3 separate regions of the Mus musculus genome follow, and all the other regions are linked to region 3. Evidence: chromatin contacts called from public HiChIP or PLAC-seq data. All regions are on one chromosome and are shown on one strand. Each heading gives the region's core, a stretch centred on a gene start, on an enhancer-like site or on the middle of the called end of the contact. The rest is flanking DNA. Distances are from core to core; before and after follow the strand shown.

Region 1 (2,740 bases), core at 220-2,719, 220 kb before region 3:
AGCAAGGTGGGGTAGCTGAACCCCCCAAGCTTCAGGCCAACCTGAGCAGTAGAGTGACACCATCTCTCAAAAGTAAATAATTAAGTTTAATTCATAAAGGGTGGCTGGCCATTCCTCAATGGCACTCTGCCTTGTAAGAGATGAAGCAGGACAGGCTTAGGTTACAGTGTATCTTGTGATCTGCTCTTCCATACTTATCTTGGTCAACTTACAGAACCTGGGCAAATGGGGTGACCTGCTCACTTGAGTCTAAAGAATGGCTAACTTCAGGAGGAAGCCTGCTGATCTTCTACTGCACTAACAGGGACCTGCATAAGCTAATACATTGAATAGTTTCTAAATTGTAGCAAATGAAACCTGGATCTATCCGAACCTTTATGTTTTACTTCTCTGAGCATTTTACACAAAATAAAATTCTATAAATTTATATAAATAAAACTATTAAAAAAAACTGTTGCAGCAGATGTATTATTGTAAGTCCACTATAATCAAAATCGTTTGGAATCGTGAAACGTATAAATAATTTCCAAGATCAGCCTTTCCAACAGTGTCTCCCCAGGCAACCCTAGAGCAAGCCCAGCCCCTAGGACGGGCAGCTCCGCGCTGCTCGCAGGAGTGGCAGATGCCATTTCTCGCTGACAGGAGCTTCAAATTCCAGTCAGGCAACTGCAGTCACAGTCCCACTGAATCAGGAATATAAGCGTGCCTGCATGTTATTATGGGAAATAGTGGAAAATTTCACAGGCTGACATCCAGAACGTCTGCGGCTCCTTTTCATATTTCTTCCTGCGAAGCAGTTATTAGACCAGTCAAATTTTTTTAAAGCTGGAAATTTCCACTGTTCTTTTTTAAGTATCCTTTTTAGATGTAAACTAAAAACTGTTCCAAAATTCAAGTATGTCAAAAATAATTCAGATAAAATAACTACTTAAGTGAAGGGAACAGTAAAAAACCTGGGGTCTCCATCACCTTTGGGAGAGAGACACATCCATTGAGACCCGCAGAAGCTTAAAGGTACAGTAACTTAATATGAAGGCTACAATGCTACAAACACTCTGAGATGCTGATTTTCTCATTTGCATATGCCTCAAGCATTCAAAAGCTAACATAAGTCAGTAGACAGTGAAGTAGAACCCATGAGACAAGACCAGCATTGTGGCAGGAGCCCTTAGTCAGAGCTGCTCCGGAGGCCCAAGCAGGCAACAACATCAAGACCAGCATGGACAGCAAGATCTCATCACAAAAGGGGGTAGTAAGATGCACATCTCTTTATAGAAATACATTCTTCACATCCATATAGCCCATATTTTTAGGGCTAGCATGTACCTACTCTGTGCCAAGGGTCTGATTCCTAGAGCTGAGTGTTTCCAGCATGGAGAGGAAAGCACAGCAGCTGGGAAACACAGCTCACTTGGCAGAGTGTGGGGCAAGCATGACGCCTTGGGTTTGGTCCCTAGCATCACATCGAAAAGCCAGGCATGGTGATTATGCCAGAACTCAGGAGGAGGAAGAAGTCTCCAGATTTAAGGCCAGCCCACAGGACATGTGACATCTCTCAAAAAAAAAAAAAAAAAAAAAGGTGGGGATTCTGTTTTATTTGTTTTCTTGATTTTAAGGGAATATAAAAAATCATAGGCAAGACACTCTTTGCAGTGGCAGAGGCAGGCCCTGAGTTTCGCTCCTGGAACATACACTGAGAGCCAGTGTTTTAGACAGGTTTTCAGCACCTTTTCATGAGATCACACTAGAACATATGTAATACTATACATTTTAACTTATATTGGGGAGGAAATAGACAAAGATTATTTTTCCCCCTTTCAAACAATGGCTCATGCAGTCCAGGCTGGTCTCAAATTCTCTCACTAGGTGCAGAGGATGACCTTGAACCTCTGACCCTCCTGACTCCTCCCTCTCAGAAAGCTGGAATTAAAGCCTGTACCTCCCAAACCCAGTTCCTGCAGTGCTGAGCATCCATCCCCGGGCTTCCCGCTAGGCAGGCACTCTAACTGGGCTACATCCTGAGCCAGACAAAGACTTGACTCATTTTATTAAAGGGATAAAAAGACTACATTCCAAACCATTCAAAAATCAAAGCTGACTTTTAACAGTCAAATGCACTAACTAATAAGGTCTGCTTAAGATGGGCTGGGAGATGGCTACATAGGACAACGCATCTGTGACGAGCTATGAGAACAGAGCTTAAATCCCCAGCAGCTACTCAGAAGCCAAGTGTGCAGCTGAGTGTGTGTAACCCTGCACGCCTAGGGGAAGATGGGAGACAAGACAGGACAATCCCTGGAAGCTACAAACAACTAGTCAGGCCTGTACAGTGGGAAAGAACAAAGGACCTCGCTTGAAGCAAGGTGGCCTTTGACCTCCACATACATGCATATATGCACACACAGGCACACAGATAAACCTTTAACCTTTACCCAAGACAGGGGACGATGGTGCACACCTTTAGCAGGAGGCAGAGGTAAGTGGATCTCTTGAGTGTGAGGCCAGCTTAGGCTATATAGACTATATAGCATGTTCTGGGCCAAACACAGCTGCAAAATGAGACCGTTTCAAAAAACAAACAAACAAATAAACAAAAAACTGTGGACATGTGGTATGCTTGTAATTAGAGCACTCAGGATGCCAAGGCAGATGGACATGGCAAGTTCAAGGCTAGCCTATACTACATACTAAGATCTACACTCCCTCCCCCAAAACTAGCAATATATTATGCTTGTATAAC
Region 2 (2,809 bases), core at 302-2,801, 180 kb before region 3:
CCTTTACCTACTCTTCCCCCCCCCCCCCAGACCTAGCCTTACTATGTAACTCTGGCTATCCTGGAATTCACCATGTAAACCAGTCTAGCCTTGATCTCACAGAGATCCAGCAGCCTCTGCGTCTGCCTCCCGATCACCACTACCCTCAGCTCCTTCATCTACATTCTTATCTGTTTGGATCAGAAAAAAGACCCCACTTTTGGGTTCAAAGGGACAAGATAAGCTTTGGCTAGTCAGAGTCTTATACTCCTCTTTGGTGTACTGATCGTTCCAGAGAAGTGCTTGTGTTTTTGCTTTGTTGATTGGGTTTTGTTTGAGATGAGGTTTCGTGTATGTCAGGCGGCCCTCAAACTGCAGATACATCTGAGGGTGAGTTTGAACTTCTGATTCTCCTGCATGCCAGTAATGAGCCGAGCCACACCCGATTTCCCTGGGGCTGGGGCTTGAGCCCAGGGCTTCAAGCTTGCTAGGCAAGCTCTCTACAGACTCAAGTGAGGATCTGAGGCTCCGCTCTGTTTGTGTTGTTTAGCCTGAGATGAAGTCTCAGCCTGGAGTTACTCTGAACTCGATATCCCCGAGATTACGGATCAGCCGCCCACCGGAATTTCTGAGCTAAGCATGCGGGTACATTTCTCCTTAACGATGTTTCTGCTTCCTTGTGTTCTGTTATTCACGAGTGAACGGCGTGACATTTATACGATAGATATAAGTTGAGGGATATAAAGCTAGTTGCGTTCTAGGCCATCAAGATGGCACAGAGGGTGGACCTGTTTGCCAAGCAGCCTGACCACCTGAGTTTGATCTGAGAAGTCCCACAGTACAAAGAGGGGTCCGCATACCATGGCAGGAGCTTGCCTGCCCTGTCACCCATAGTAATAACAAATACAATTCAATTTTAAAGTTTCAAGAGTCATCGTTTCAGCACTCGGAAAGCTGAGGCAGGAGGCTTACTTGAAGGTCAGGAAAAGAAAAGGGAAAGTAGGCCTGGGGAAGTAGCTAGGTTAGGAGCCTATCAGCAACCACACCCTAGGACCGGGTGTGACCGAGAAAGCCAGCGTTCCTCGCTCCAGGGAGGCACGGGCGAGGTCAGGAATTCAGGGTATTCCTTAGTTACACAGCTAGTTTAAGGCCAGCCTTGTGACCCTAGCCCAAGGAAACAAAAAGAAGAAAGAAAGAAAGAAAGAAAGGAAGGAAGGAAGGAAGGAAGGAAGGAAGGAGAAAAGGAGATGGAGGAAAGGAGGGAGAGGGAAAAGGGAAAGAGAAAGTTAAAACCAGAGACCAGAGCTGGTGAGAAGCCCCAGAGATAAATAGAGATGCTCACTCACTCTCAATCTGAGATCCCTCCCTTGGACCTATAAAGTGTTGGGAAGACCTAATTCATGAATGTTAGTCCTTTGCCAGTTCCACTTACACACACACACACACACACACACACACACACACACAGGCAAATAGCTAATTGACTAAATAAATAGAAGCAACTGCCAGAGAGATAGAGAGATCCTGGGCGGGGAGGAAGCCAGGGAGAGAGTGCTTCCCTCCTGGAGTTCTAGCTAATAGCTGACATTCATTGCCTGCAGGCAGGTCACATGCTGCCCGTGACTAACCCTGGGGCTAAGGAAATGCTGTCCACTGATGACTCAACTAACCGGAAGCCAAGTTTGGGAGTGTTTGGTCAGTTTAGCTGTCCTCAAAGAACCATGGGTTGTGAGGCCCTATCCCCAGCATCACATACACACACTAGACACACACCAGACACACACTCACAAGCAACCCCCACAAAGACACCTCCACATACCCCCACACCCATACACACACCTCACATACCCCACAGATAGGAAACACACACACACACACAAACTACATACCCCATAGACATACAACACATACGCACCGGACACACAAACTCACACACATACAGCCCTCTCACACAAACCACACAGGCACCCGTATACTCCATACACACCCCCCACATTCATACAAACACACGAGACACACACCTCACATATCCCAGATAGCTCACACACAAGTTCACACACAAGCCAGATACACCACACATACAAACACACAATTACATACAAACCACACACCCCAAACACGCCACACACACACAATAATTTAGGAGTCGGAGTTTTGTTCTGTTCCATAAGTGGTGCTTGGACTGAGTACAGATAACATGAGCTTTGTCCTGGACGAGGAAACCATGTGACTTTTGGTGACTACAAGAAAAGGCATACGGTTGGTGGGCTTCCTGGTACAGCTTTCTTTAGCGCAGGGAAAGCCTGGCTTTCATTTCAACACTGTAAAAAAAGATACAGGAGCTGGGTGTGGTATTGCCTCCTTTAATCTCAGCACTAGGGAGGCAGAGGCAAGGGGATCTCTGGGACTTTAAGGCCAGCCTGATCTACATAAATTCTGGGAATACCTAGAGAGACTCTGTCTCAAAAAAAAAAAAAAAAAGTGGCTCTCAGCTGCTTGACCAATGAGACTCCAGGTGCTTGATAGGTCATCTTGGGAGAACTGGAGTGTCCCCCTCCTCCTCCCCCTCCCCCCTAGAGCCTTCTATCAGAGCCTTGCAGCAAGTAAAGCCCTCACTTCAGCCTTTACATAATAGGCATTTATCTCTTCCTCAAGTTGCCAGCCAGCCAGCAGCCAGTTGATTGACAGCCCTCCTCTGTCCCTGGGGGCCTCTTCGTTGTTGTTTGCTTTGAGTGGTGGCAGGGGAGGAGAGAGGAGGAGGCAGTAGGCCCCAGATTTCTGGCACACACACCAAAGGAGCTTTTGTTTAGCAGGGCAAGACACTGGGCAG
Region 3 (2,829 bases), core at 139-2,638:
GTTGCAGGCTTCCTTGAACGGTGGTCACATCCTGGCTCCCCACAAGTTTCCTTTGATTGGAGAACATGTTCTCAGCAAAATGATGTAAAAATTGAATTGCTAAGTATGAAAAGGTCTATTTGCAAATAAAGTTTGGAGCTCTGGGTTTCAGAGTCGAAGGCCCATGCGAGATCTCTAAGTGGGTTTGGGAGAGATGGAGCCTGGCGAGGTTGAATTGGGACTGAGCTGTGGGGGCCTCGAGGGGTAGCCATTTGAAAGCTGGGCTCCTGGATGTTCACACACGGCTTGAAGCATCTCATGACTTTCTCGTTCTCTTTGGTCCCCAGCGACTGCCCCTCAGCAGGAAGCAGATGCCGAGGCAAGCACAGAAACAGGAAATAAGTCATCGCAGGGCAACTCCTCCAACACACAGTCAGCACCTTCAGAACCGGCCAGCGCCCCCAAAGAGAAAGAGGCGCCAGCGGAGAAGAGCAAGGACAGTAGTAACTCGGTGAGAATCCCCAAGCTGACAGTCGCCTTGTACCAAGGACCCTTTCCTGTATCTGCCACCACTGGATGCCCTTCACTGTTCCGGTTTATCTGGGTGGGGAATGGTTCTTTATGGCCAGTGTGCCCCCCATGCGAGAACACGGAGAGCCGGGCTGGTGTGTATGTGGGACCTTCAGTTGTTCTGTGGGGTTCCTCAAAGTTCAGAAGGGCGCCCCCCTGCGGAGGTAAAACAATGTCTCTTCTGGGGCCCTGGAAGCCACCAGCCACACGTCACTGACTAGAAGTGTGGCTGATGTGACCAAGGACCTGCTTATTTTAAAGTAACTTGGGATTGAAGTGGCCACGTGTGGCCAGTGCTGTTTCGATGGACCATAGGGCTCGAGCAGCTGCTTGCTTCCTGTGGGGTATGTGATAACAGTTGAATGCCTGGGCCATTTTAAGGGTCATGGTTACTGCTCTTTGCCTGCACTTGTAGCTGTGTATCTCAAGAGCCCAAATCATTAGATGGTCGGTAAAATACTATTGCCTCGGAAGAGACTTAACATGAAGTAAAAAGAGATTTTTGAGCAGTATATACCTTCTTTGCAAAGCAGGGTACTGGGTAGGTCTGGGGATGTAGTGGATGTAGGGGAAGCCAAGGCGACAGGGATGAGTGGGGGACCATTCCAATGCTTTGTTCTGGCCTTTCGGATCTGGTATACAGTGTGTGGCCGTCCACCTGCCCTGGCTCTGGTCTGATCACCAGGTAGAGACCTCTAAGGGTGGGAGGAGTGGTGAGCCATCCTGTGATTCCCTGGGGTTCTATGGTTTCATCTTTTTGTTTATATTTCTAGACCCTGGATCTTTCCGGCTCCAGAGAGACGCCCTCCTCTATGCTCTTAGGCTCCAATCAAAGCTCTGGTATGTCGCCCCCTGGTGGCCACATGGGGTTTTGTATTTCACTTGGTCATGTTGGGGGAAGTCAAAGGTTTGGGATTTTTTGGCGTACCTTGGATGGATTTGGGTGGAGGTGTGGCTAGGCGAGGTGTTACACAGGTGCCTCCTTGTATTGGTCACCCACGTGTGTCATGTTTAATGAGTGCACCCTTCACGGGGACACAGGGTGATCCGCTCAGGTCTCCGAGGTCCTCAGGGCATATTTGATTGATGAAGACCCTCAAAGCCTTTAGTGATGAATAGAACTTCTATGTTGAGCCTTCTCTGGGGTCCAGTACTAGGTGCTGTGGAATTTGAGCCTCCCTCTCCCGTCCTGGGAGCCTTGGGTGTCTTTTCCTACATTCTTCTGAACTTTTTCCCAGAATTCAGAGCCATGGCTTCCTTGGCCAATTTGACGTTCTCTCTTAGCTCCAGGATCTTTTTTGCTCCTTGATTTACTGTGGCTGAAAACTGAAAGCTACGGCTTTTCTTGTGTACAGTGGGTGCACAGAGGACTGCCACTGTCTGAAGGAAGACAGGAATGGTCCGCAGGAGTGGAGGGGGCTAGTGGTAGGGAGGAGATAACCTCACAGACTCAGATTGTAATGATTGGAGACTGCAGGTGAAGAGAGCAGCCCCTCCCCCTCTGTGCTCAGCCGTTCAGCCCCTCCCCCACGTCCTTGGCAGTTCCAGTGTGTTGCTAGGCTCCGGGTGCTCTGTCTTTCCATGACATTGTTAGCATCTTGGCTTTTCTTGATTGAATTGTGGTCTTTGATCTCCTCCTCCTCCTTCCTCTGACTCCTGAGTACTGGAGTAACGGGCCTGTGCCACCTCTCCTGGCTTGAATTCTGCTCTTCGCAAAGACAGAGTGGACTGGATTCTACCAGTTTCATACACTTAGCATGGAACAATACTTTTTTTTTTTTGAAATCATGTTTGTAGAGATGCCTTAATGGATTTCCCAGTTTTTAGTGATGATGATGATAAAAATAAGTTTAAAATACAAACAGGCATGGTGGTGCATGCTTTTAACCCCAGCACTCAGGAGTCAGAGGCTGGCAAGTTCTAGGGCAGCCTAGTCTACAGAGTGAAACTCAGTCTCAAAAAGCAAAGAAGCCCCCGAACTGAGTTAGGAGAAGAGCTCTGACCTTAGGGATGTCTTAATTCAGAGAGTGGAGCTGGCAGTATCCAACTTAGGAAATACCGTTTGGGACTCTGGGGAGCTGCAGAGAAGGTGAAGCTGAGGAGTGATATTGAGGAATGACCTTGAGGTGTCCCCTAGCAGGTCCAGGTTGACCTGGTGGCCATTTCGGGTCACAGAGCAAACCGCCAGACGCATAGCTGGCCATGTCCCAGCAAACCCTGGCCTGCAGAAGAGGCGGTGCGGCTTGGGCCTATGGGTTCCATTTGCTGCCCTCTGACCTA

What was found. HiChIP or PLAC-seq counts read pairs in DNA pulled down with a chosen protein or histone mark.
Region 1: an H3K27ac HiChIP or PLAC-seq map of embryonic stem cells shows a contact between it and region 3, with 4 times the contacts expected there. The contact joins two enhancer-like sites. A contact is called at or near these places in 4 of 39 promoter capture datasets (the 3T3-L1 cell line, the C10 cell line, hippocampal neurons and 1 more), 1 of 15 datasets of contacts at CTCF or cohesin (embryonic stem cells), 7 of 484 Hi-C or Micro-C datasets (beige adipocytes, embryonic stem cells, nephron progenitors and 2 more), 21 of 115 datasets of contacts at active chromatin or transcription factors (astrocytes, bone marrow-derived macrophages, craniofacial prominence and 14 more) and 2 of 9 other capture datasets (adipose tissue and liver).
Region 2: an H3K27ac HiChIP or PLAC-seq map of embryonic stem cells shows a contact between it and region 3, with 12 read pairs. The contact joins two enhancer-like sites. A contact is called at or near these places in 2 of 15 datasets of contacts at CTCF or cohesin (CD8 T cells and the NIH/3T3 cell line) and 9 of 115 datasets of contacts at active chromatin or transcription factors (the HPC-7 cell line, effector CD8 T cells, embryonic stem cells and 3 more).

Annotation. Positions count from the first base shown.
Region 1 is chr2:166,008,435-166,011,174 of GRCm38.p6, reverse strand. The region is part of intron 1 of Ncoa3 (nuclear receptor coactivator 3); the gene reads right to left. Among named protein-coding and RNA genes, the nearest start is that of Ncoa3, 17 kb to the right of the region's middle. Within about 2 kb of position 1,469, at least 67 of the 459 cell types and tissues checked have an H3K27ac peak or open chromatin away from gene starts, as enhancers often do. A contact at or near this core is called in embryonic stem cells, where this site is marked.
Region 2 is chr2:165,967,828-165,970,636 of GRCm38.p6, reverse strand. No RefSeq gene overlaps it. Among named protein-coding and RNA genes, the nearest start is that of Platr29, 12 kb to the left of the region's middle. Within about 2 kb of position 1,551, at least 167 of the 459 cell types and tissues checked have an H3K27ac peak or open chromatin away from gene starts, as enhancers often do. A contact at or near this core is called in the HPC-7 cell line and embryonic stem cells, where this site is marked.
Region 3 is chr2:165,790,465-165,793,293 of GRCm38.p6, reverse strand. It overlaps Zmynd8 (zinc finger, MYND-type containing 8), which reads left to right. Exons shown (of 23, transcript NM_001363020.1): 20 at 327-490; 21 at 1,323-1,389. Among named protein-coding and RNA genes, the nearest start is that of Gm29993, 60 kb to the right of the region's middle. Within about 2 kb of position 1,388, at least 87 of the 459 cell types and tissues checked have an H3K27ac peak or open chromatin away from gene starts, as enhancers often do. A contact at or near this core is called in the HPC-7 cell line and embryonic stem cells, where this site is marked.